Linked DNA regions of Mus musculus: all the other regions are linked to region 3. The links are chromatin contacts, called in public promoter capture Hi-C maps. All regions are on one chromosome and are shown on one strand. The core of a region is the stretch at or near the end of the contact, and the rest is flanking DNA. Distances in the headings are between cores, read along the strand shown.

Region 1 (2,807 bases), core at 188-2,687, 2.6 Mb before region 3:
CTTGTGCTATAGGAAGCTGGTGTAGTTTTACAACTGGCCACAGCTGTCTGGGAACACTTAATTGTCTCTTTTTCATAGTCTAAGAGTGGGCTGTTATCATTTCAAGGGTATTGGGTTCTGTTTCCTTCGAGGGCAGGAGCCATCTGCACCTGAGAAAAGTTGGTTGTTAATCAAAAGGGGGTATGAGTCTCAGGGGAGGCTACGGGATGCTGCTTTCTTGTTCCCAAGGCTGGCATTTGCGCTCCCGAGTACGTACACACACACACACACACACACACACACACACACACACACACACACACACACACACACACACACACACACACACACACACACACACACACACACGAGCATCGTCACAGGGAGGGAGTGCTAACTGCTCTGACTCCACACAGGGCCAGGAGAGTGTAGGATTTGATGTGCAGGTTTCTCAGGTCTCTTCAACTTTTGAAGTTATAATGTGTGAGGGTGTTTTGGTGTGCCCAGTCATACTTAAGCTGTGCACAGACAACGCACGCGTGTCCATTGGATAGATGTCCATTTGCTATTTTCTTCAGAATCATGAGAGACTAGAAGTTAGACAGACAGGGAGAGGGGCCATGGATATGTAAGAAACCTGATGAACTTCCAAGATGGCTGGCTTCTTCTATACCCTCCAGGCTGAGACAAAAGCCTGGCCCCTTAAAACCAGGGCCTTGCAGGCTTTTACCTCCCAGCAGCAGGCCACTGCTGAGGGACTAACTCAACACCTTCTAGGCCATCTGGATTAGGGCTGGTTTACACGAGAGTCACAGGCCAGAGAAACTTCTTTTCTTTAAAGTGATTACCCTATATTGGGGGGGGGGGGTCTTCAGAGACTAAACAAACAAACAAACAAACAAATCCAGCCCTCGAGAAGAGATCGGGGATTTTTAGATTTTGTGGCTTCAGTGTTGCAGATCTTTTCTCTGTGTGTCTGCTGCATGTGGGTGGTTGCTTGCCTCCAGCAAGCCCCCTTCTTCAGCTGCTGAGTCTCTGCTCCTGTCTGCAGGGTTTGAGATTTCTTCACTGCTATCTGTTGCAGTTGAAATTCCTCCTGCCTTTTAATTACTTAAATGGCAGAGAAAACGAACCCTACCAAGACCTTTAGACCATACCAACCGCTCATCTACTAGGCAGAAAAAATTTGTGCCTTTTATTTGGCCTAAACAAGCTTTGAGATAGTGAACAGCAAATAAATCACAAAGTTAAAACAATTGCGGATTATAAACTGTAGCTTTAGCAAAATTATGTAACTACTCAGTGCAAGAGGAGTACACACACACACACGCACGCACACACATGTACGCACTCACTCACCTTATTCTTGTGGGATTGTTGTCTCCAGGCACTGGAAAGAAGCGGTTCTGCGAGCGAAAGTTCACCGTCCTGCAGGTCGTTTTGGAAGCTCCGCCCACCAGCCATTGAACATTTAAGAAATGTACACGCCCCCTAGGCACGTTGGTTAACGCTTTGTTTCCCGGGGAGAAGAACAGGTTTGCTCTAAAAGTTTTCGCTGACTCATTACTGAGTACACTCTTTGGGGGTGCTGACGCGAGGACTCCGATTCCTGTGCTGGAAGTGTTTACATTCTCTACGGGGGAACCCAGTAATATAAGCAGTTCAGATAAATGCACTGTATTCAAAATAACTATAACATCAACCTATTGAAAGGTTAGAGCTTGCAGATTTGTGAATTCATTGTATTCATTGCCAACAAAAGTACAGTAGAGAGGAATCAGCGACTGGGAGCATCGTGCTGTGGTCCATTCTTGTGATGCTAAAATAGACACTCAAGACTTTATTTTTGAAAACAAATTAGAGACGTACAGTTCTGGAGGTTGGGCAAGCCAAAATTGAGGGGCTTTCTTTCACTTGCTGAGGATGGGGTAAAATAAAAGAAAAAAAAAAGTGTGCCCTCCCTTGACGAGAGAGAAAGCGGCAAGCTCGTGCATTCACCTTAGGGGTGGACTCCCGATGAATGGGAAACTTTGCCCCCTCCCTCTCTTTCTCCTTAAAGAATTTTTTCCCCTTTCATTTTACCCTGTAGAATGGGGCAGATGGTTAAAAAGGCATGACCGCCATTCCTGGAACAGTCATAGGCAGCCCATCAAGAACCGTTTGTAGTTAAGGTTACAGGTGGGGCATAGCTCTGCCTTTGAGAAACAGAGGTACAGTCATGAACAGGAATAAACCTAGTTTGTCTTTACTGTAGGACGGCTTTGAAGCCTAAAACTGAGGCAAGCTAGTTCTTCAGTACCTAACCCGCTCCTCAGTGACATTAATTCACTCGTGACAGCGGAGCCCTCATCCACCTTATCACCTCTTTAAAAGTGCTGCCCCTCAAACCAGTTGCCCCAATGCAAAATGGCTTACGTTTCTGTAACAGGCTGGCAAAAATACATTTGAAAAGAGACACTTTGTGTCTCTCAGTCCGACTATCAGACTACGGAAACAATGGACCTCAAAGAAAAGGGACACTCCCCAGGAATCCAGTCAGAGGGGGATCTTGTCTCCTGGGAAACATTCCTTTGGCACAGTTTCTAAGAGTTAGTCAGAACGTCTTACAAGATGAGACTGAAGCACAGAAAAGCAGTGAGCACACGTGACCACTGCCTAGACCAGGACCGCTTAGATGTGCGTGCCTGAGGCTCTCTGGTTAAACTCTGAACTCACTTCAGTACCTGGAAGATGGACTTGAGGTGGGGAAGATGGGTGTGTCCCTGGATGCCTGGATCCCTGTTCTTTTTCCATATTGACTAAGTTTCCTTTTTCTGCTCTCTGCCCCC
Region 2 (2,902 bases), core at 9-2,508, 2.4 Mb before region 3:
TACAATACAGAAAGAATCCATCTATTACCTGTCTGCTGGAAATAGCAATTTCATTGACATTTTTGCAAGTACCAACTGCCAATAAAAAAATCTGCAGAAGCCACTAGCACTTGCTACAGTAGACTTTAGGGTTTCAATACTCTGGTCCCTACTTTTATCCTCAGGTATATTTCCATCCTCATTGCTAGATCTGGGTTATAAGAGCCTTAGGAGCCATTATTACCTGGAACCACCTAGTTCTACCAAAAATATGTAAATTTGCATAAAAAGACACAGCTAGCTTAGGACTATGCCCATAGCACTTTAGATTAACTAATATTTTTATAGATAAATCCCATGAACTGTTCATCACCTTTGTAAGATCAGCCCCCTTCCCCCAAACCACGAAGTCCAGTCCCCTCCGCAAACACTGCCATTCAAGACTAAATGTGCGAGAGGCTCTTCTCAGTCTGTCTTAGCTTTGTTTCTGGGCTGAGGTGTTTGTGGCGCTGAGGATGGACGCCGGGGCTTGCACTGAACCACCGAGGTGCTACCACCGGCCCCTCATCGGTAACTTCTAAGTAAATCTCTATGTTTAGGAAACAATTATTGAGCTGCTTGGAAAAAGATGGTTGCCACCTCAGTTCAGAGACCGCTCACATGACAAGTAGAGAAGTAGTGAATAGTAAAAGTCATCGTCTGTCACAGCCCTAACTCTGCTAGCCCAAACTTGTAATTAGAATGGTTATGACCCACAGCGCACTTCACACAAAACAGAACAGATTAAAAAAAAAAAAAGTTGGAAAACAAGATTTATACTGTCTAAACCTAAAAATGCTGTTCTTAGACAAGGCTAGATACTTGATTTTAAATTAAGAGCAGAGGAATAAAGATTTTACTCCCCAAAAGTACAATAATTTTAAAAACTTTAAAGAGACTTTTCTCCAACACATACTTTTATGAAGTGAGGATTAATTTAGTATTTCCCTAAAAACTAAGAACAAGACATTGGGGAAAACCTGCTTTATCCCGTCAGTAAGTAAACTCAATCTTTCCCCAGGATTAAAATAAAGGTCTAAATTTTTCAAGACTTCCTTTTATTTCAGAGTTGTGACCAAGGCGTGTTCAGCTTCCATCATTTTTACAGACCATGACCTAGAACAAATAAAGCCTGTGGCCATGGCTACACAACTCACCCTGTCCGCCTTCAGTGCTCCCGAGTCTGTCCTTCTTGTCAGCTTCTTGTCCAGGTGTCATACAAGTGTCAGCTCTGGCTCAGGTCCTGCAAGTTCTGTTCATTTCTAAGTGGTCGCTGTTCCCTAACCCAGGTCAGGGTACACTATGCTAATGACTCTGGCAACTGTCCAATCAAAATCAAGATGCTTTCAGCCAGGGACAGGTAGGAGCAGCCCAGCTCTTCTCAGGGTGCTAGCCATGTGATGAATATTCTATGGTGTGCCTCTGAACTTTCCCCTCCTTAATGCTAAGAGGACATCTAACTTAAAAGGATATTGAGGGAAAAACAAAACAAAACAAAACTCTGAAAAGAAATACAGATTTTTTTTTCCTGATAGTTTTATAGATTGAATCCAAGAGCGACTGTTTTACAGTAGATGCGTTTTATCCTCTGTGTGTGTGAGCGAGAAGGCAGACAGGGAGACTCATGGCAGTGCAAACACCGAGGGGGGGGGGGGATGGAAATTACTGAGATAGTTTTTAGACAGCTAGCAGCCCTAAACCAGAAACACTGAAAGCCATCTCTAATTCTAAGTGTATCAAACCTGACAACGAATGCAATTCTTCAAGCCCAGCTCCTCTGCGGAATCCCAGGTAGTCTGCTGGGCTTCGGAGATATAACGGAGAATCAAAGACATCAAGAAGTTCTGTGTAGTTCAGGGTGGCAGGGCAGAGCTCTAACTCCAGGGAGTGTCTCTGCAAATTCAAGGCTAGCCTGAGCTAAACAGCAAACCCCCCCCCACCTCCCCCAAGGTCTTTTTTCATTTCCATATCTAAATCTGACCCATCTTTTAGGAATTCTAACAGACCCATCCAATATCTTCCAATACTGTTCTGAAACACGTGACTTCTCTTTTCGATGATATTTCAGAACCCTTAACCGTATCACTAACAGTAACTGTTTTTCTAATCACAAAATAAAATCAAAATCTGTTGTCTTGTTTATCATTGTGGCTAATCCATAGTGCAATCTTTCAGTAGATATCTAAGACTGTATTTTGGTCACATAGCTTCAAACTCTTGCTTTTTTTTTTTTCTGCATGTACCAAATGTAGATATTTTTTGCTTAATTTGTGGGATTGCCTCCTCTCGTTGATGTGGATCTGACCTGGCTTGCCAGCTGCTCTGAGTCGAAGGGTTTTTTTTTTCCCCCTCCTTTCCTTCACAGGAAACTCCTGCTGGGTTCCAGCTGCAGCACCAGGGCTATGCCTGTCCCAAGGACAGGTTCTACCCAGTGAGCTCCATGCCCTAAGGCTGAGGTCTCAACTTGCCAAATCCTCACTTCTGCTACTGGCTCTGTGAATTCTTTGCTTTTGTTTATTGATTGGTTTCTTAGTTTTTTGAGATGGGAGTGACCTCCTATAGACCAGGCTGACCTCAGAATTACTATGTAGCAGAAGGTCACTTGAAATTCCTGGTCTTCCTTCCTCTTTCTCCCAACTGTTATCAACTTCCTTTGACTGAATTCTTACAATGAATCAGAGGCCACGCTGGGCATTTCCCTAAATTACGCTTGATGCGCATAGTCTTTCTGTCACTCCTACTCCTTCTCCCCAGGCATGCCCACCACACTCAGCTAGGAACGATTCTAACATGAGAAATAAAACTGTACAGTCAAGCATCACAGACAACCGATGCTGGATTGGGTCTGTGGTCTTTGTCTCCGCCTCCGTGCAAGTAGAAGTCT
Region 3 (2,700 bases), core at 150-2,649:
TGACTAGAGAAGCTGGATAAACCTATCCTACCACCTCTCTTTCTTGAATGACTCTGAACTCCCATAAAAACTCCCTTTGTTCATCCCATGGGACTGTTACAAAAATTTTTTAAAAAATTACAGGAATATGAAGGCATATTTTTCACATGCATGCAAAGTTGCTGCTATTATTTTCGACTTTAGGATTTCTTCTACAGCATGTTTTTTATTTCAGCTATGTGACTATTGCATACCTCACCCCAGATAGCAGCCATTCAAGTTCACCCTCACCCATCCTTGGTCTACTATAGATCCAGTCAGCCCTGAAGCATCCATCTCTTTAGTTCATGTTCCTGCACTAATCCCAACATAACACCAATCCCACCATATAGTGAAATACTGCATGGAGCAACTTGGAAAAAAATACAACAACAACTCAGAACAGCTATAACTGTCAAGTACCCTTCAAAGGTTATATACTCAGCGTACCCAACAAGGAGTCAAATGGAGAGCAACCTTATGGAATAGAAAATGCCCCTATTGTGTGTATGGTGGTACATACCTGTAGTCCCAGACCTTAGGAAACAAAATCAAGAAGACTAGGAGTTAAAAGATCAGCCTAGGCTACATGATAGGACTCGTTCTCAAAAGAAAGTTTCTGGAAGGAACCCATTTTGCTATGCACTTCCACAATCAGGGATTCGTCCCATTCAACTTTCATGCCCCAGAAACAAGATAATATTCTGTAGTTCCTAAGAACCAGTCAGAGAGAAAGGACATTTCAGTACATCTTCGTTGGTGGGGATGGAGGTTAGACTGCTAAAAGACCCACAGTAATAAACTCAGGGAGTTTTAACTTCTACCCAGGCCAGAGACGCAGCTATCTTTTGCATAGCACTTTTTGCAGGACTTTCCCATCAGAGACTGCATCCAAAGAATGTCTTCTGTAACCACAATGAAGGACTCCGGACTGTGTGTGCTCTTAGTACAGATAGACCTGCGGTTGTTGACTCCCACACCGCATCTTTAAGCTGTAAACATTTTACAGGGAATGAGTCTCGAATCCAATGTCCAGTATGAAGCCAGTGTGTAGGTATCAGTTCCCCAGCACTCCCAAACCAAAACTTTTATCCCACTCCCCAAACCCCAGTTAGTTTTCCAACCCCTCTTAAGCAATTAACCCATCTAGTTCTTCCCACACCTACACCTAGCCAGTAAATCCTAGGGCAGGCCTGGTCTATTCCTATACTTGGCCCAAAGTGGGCCTTCATGAGGCTGCCCAGAAAGATGCTCAGCTGTCCACAGTCTTGTCAAGCTTCTGCCACCCATGGCGTCAATGATCCTGAGCCAGTCCACAGAGCCTACCCAGCATCCCCCAAACCCAGGCTCCACCTGCCTCGCAGCGTGCTGGCGCACGTAGCTCTAGATTCTACCGGAGGACCCTGCGAGGCCATCGCGTCATTGGGAGACGCAGCTGCGGCCCGGGCAAAGGGTCCTGTCTCGGAGTGGCCACCGCGCGCCGCCAGAACTACGCTTCCCAGGCTGCCCCGCTGCAGCCGCGCGCCCCGCGCCCCGTGCCGCGCCGCGCCCGGCCGGGAGCCGCCTGTTGATCGCAGCTCCAGCCTGGGGCCACGGCGCCGCCCCTGCTGGTCGGACCCGCTCACTCCTGGCTCTAAGGCTGCTGGGCAGGACCTTCCGCTTCGGGATGGGCACAAGCAAAGGTGAGAACCTGGGACAGGAGGGCACTGTCGGGACATCCTATCTGAAGCACCCCTGTCCCCCGCTTAGCGTGTCCGCGGGAGGATGCTCCATAGCGTGGCGCGCGGCCAAGTGCAGCCCGCAGCGGCTTGCACCCGAGCTGCTGGTGCGCGTGGTGGCAGGGGACCGAGCCGGGCAGCCGGGGATGAGTGTGGGTACCGGTTGCACTGTGCCCTGCAGTCCCGCAGACCCTCGGCGCCGCAGTCCACGCGCAGATGCAGAGAGGGCGCGGTCTCCAGTCGCTCCGGGCTACGGAACTGGGGTTTTCCACCTTAGGCTTTGTTTCCCATTTTCTCTTCTCCCGTAGACCGGTGTGTGATAAGCTCTCTGAGTCTTGGGCATCTCACGGCCTCATTTGAGCAAGAGCCTGGGAAGGGAGGAGTCGGGCCGGCATCTTTTCTGAGATCCTGGGAGCTGTCACAAGGACGCATCTGCCTTCAGAAAGCCTCTCTGAGCAGGTCCCAGAGAATCTTTTCTTATTCTTCCTGGTTAAAATCATGCTGGTCTGTGTCTTTCCGAGGCTTCTTTGCTTTAACCTGTTAACCTGCAAAAAATATGAAGGTCGGGTTTTTTTTTTTTTGGGGGGGGGGGTGATTTTTTAAAAGGCTCTGGGAATTTTTATTTTAAAATATTAGAAGATGGGAAGGTAATGCGGCTAAAATGCAAATTACAGGAAAGAGGCCGAGAACGCCATCGTTTCTCCGGCGCCTATTAAATATCTGATTCACCATGCGCTTGGGAAGGGAGAAAAAAGAACATCAGAGAACGAGAACGTATTACAAAAGCATGGTTTCCATAGCAGCTCCACCATCTAGGCGCTGATGGATGCTGGGCCAGACCCCCTCTCCTCTCTAAGCTGCGATCGCCGTGTAAAATGAGATATTTGGTGAGATGGATTCTGAACCTCTTTTCGTCCTAGATTCTTATATCAAGGTACTGAGATGGCCAGAGTGTTTAACACTT

What was found. Promoter capture Hi-C pulls out the DNA fragments that hold promoters and counts their contacts.
Region 1: a contact with region 3 is called in a promoter capture Hi-C map of hippocampal neurons, with 5 times the contacts expected there. The contact joins the promoter of Gsta4 here to the promoter of Tmod2 in region 3. A contact is called at or near these places in 1 of 39 promoter capture datasets (hippocampal neurons) and 1 of 115 datasets of contacts at active chromatin or transcription factors (astrocytes).
Region 2: a contact with region 3 is called in a promoter capture Hi-C map of embryonic stem cells, with 6 times the contacts expected there. The contact joins the promoter of Gcm1 here to the promoter of Tmod2 in region 3. A contact is called at or near these places in 2 of 39 promoter capture datasets (cranial neural crest and embryonic stem cells).

Annotation. Positions count from the first base shown.
Region 1 is chr9:78,190,596-78,193,402 of GRCm38.p6, reverse strand. Gsta4 (glutathione S-transferase, alpha 4) reads right to left here and starts at 1,437. Exons shown (of 7, transcript NM_010357.3): 1 at 1,339-1,437.
Region 2 is chr9:78,050,314-78,053,215 of GRCm38.p6, reverse strand. Gcm1 (glial cells missing homolog 1) reads right to left here and starts at 1,258. Exons shown (of 6, transcript NM_008103.3): 1 at 1,176-1,258.
Region 3 is chr9:75,610,024-75,612,723 of GRCm38.p6, reverse strand. Tmod2 (tropomodulin 2) reads left to right here and starts at 1,399. Exons shown (of 10, transcript NM_016711.3): 1 at 1,399-1,700.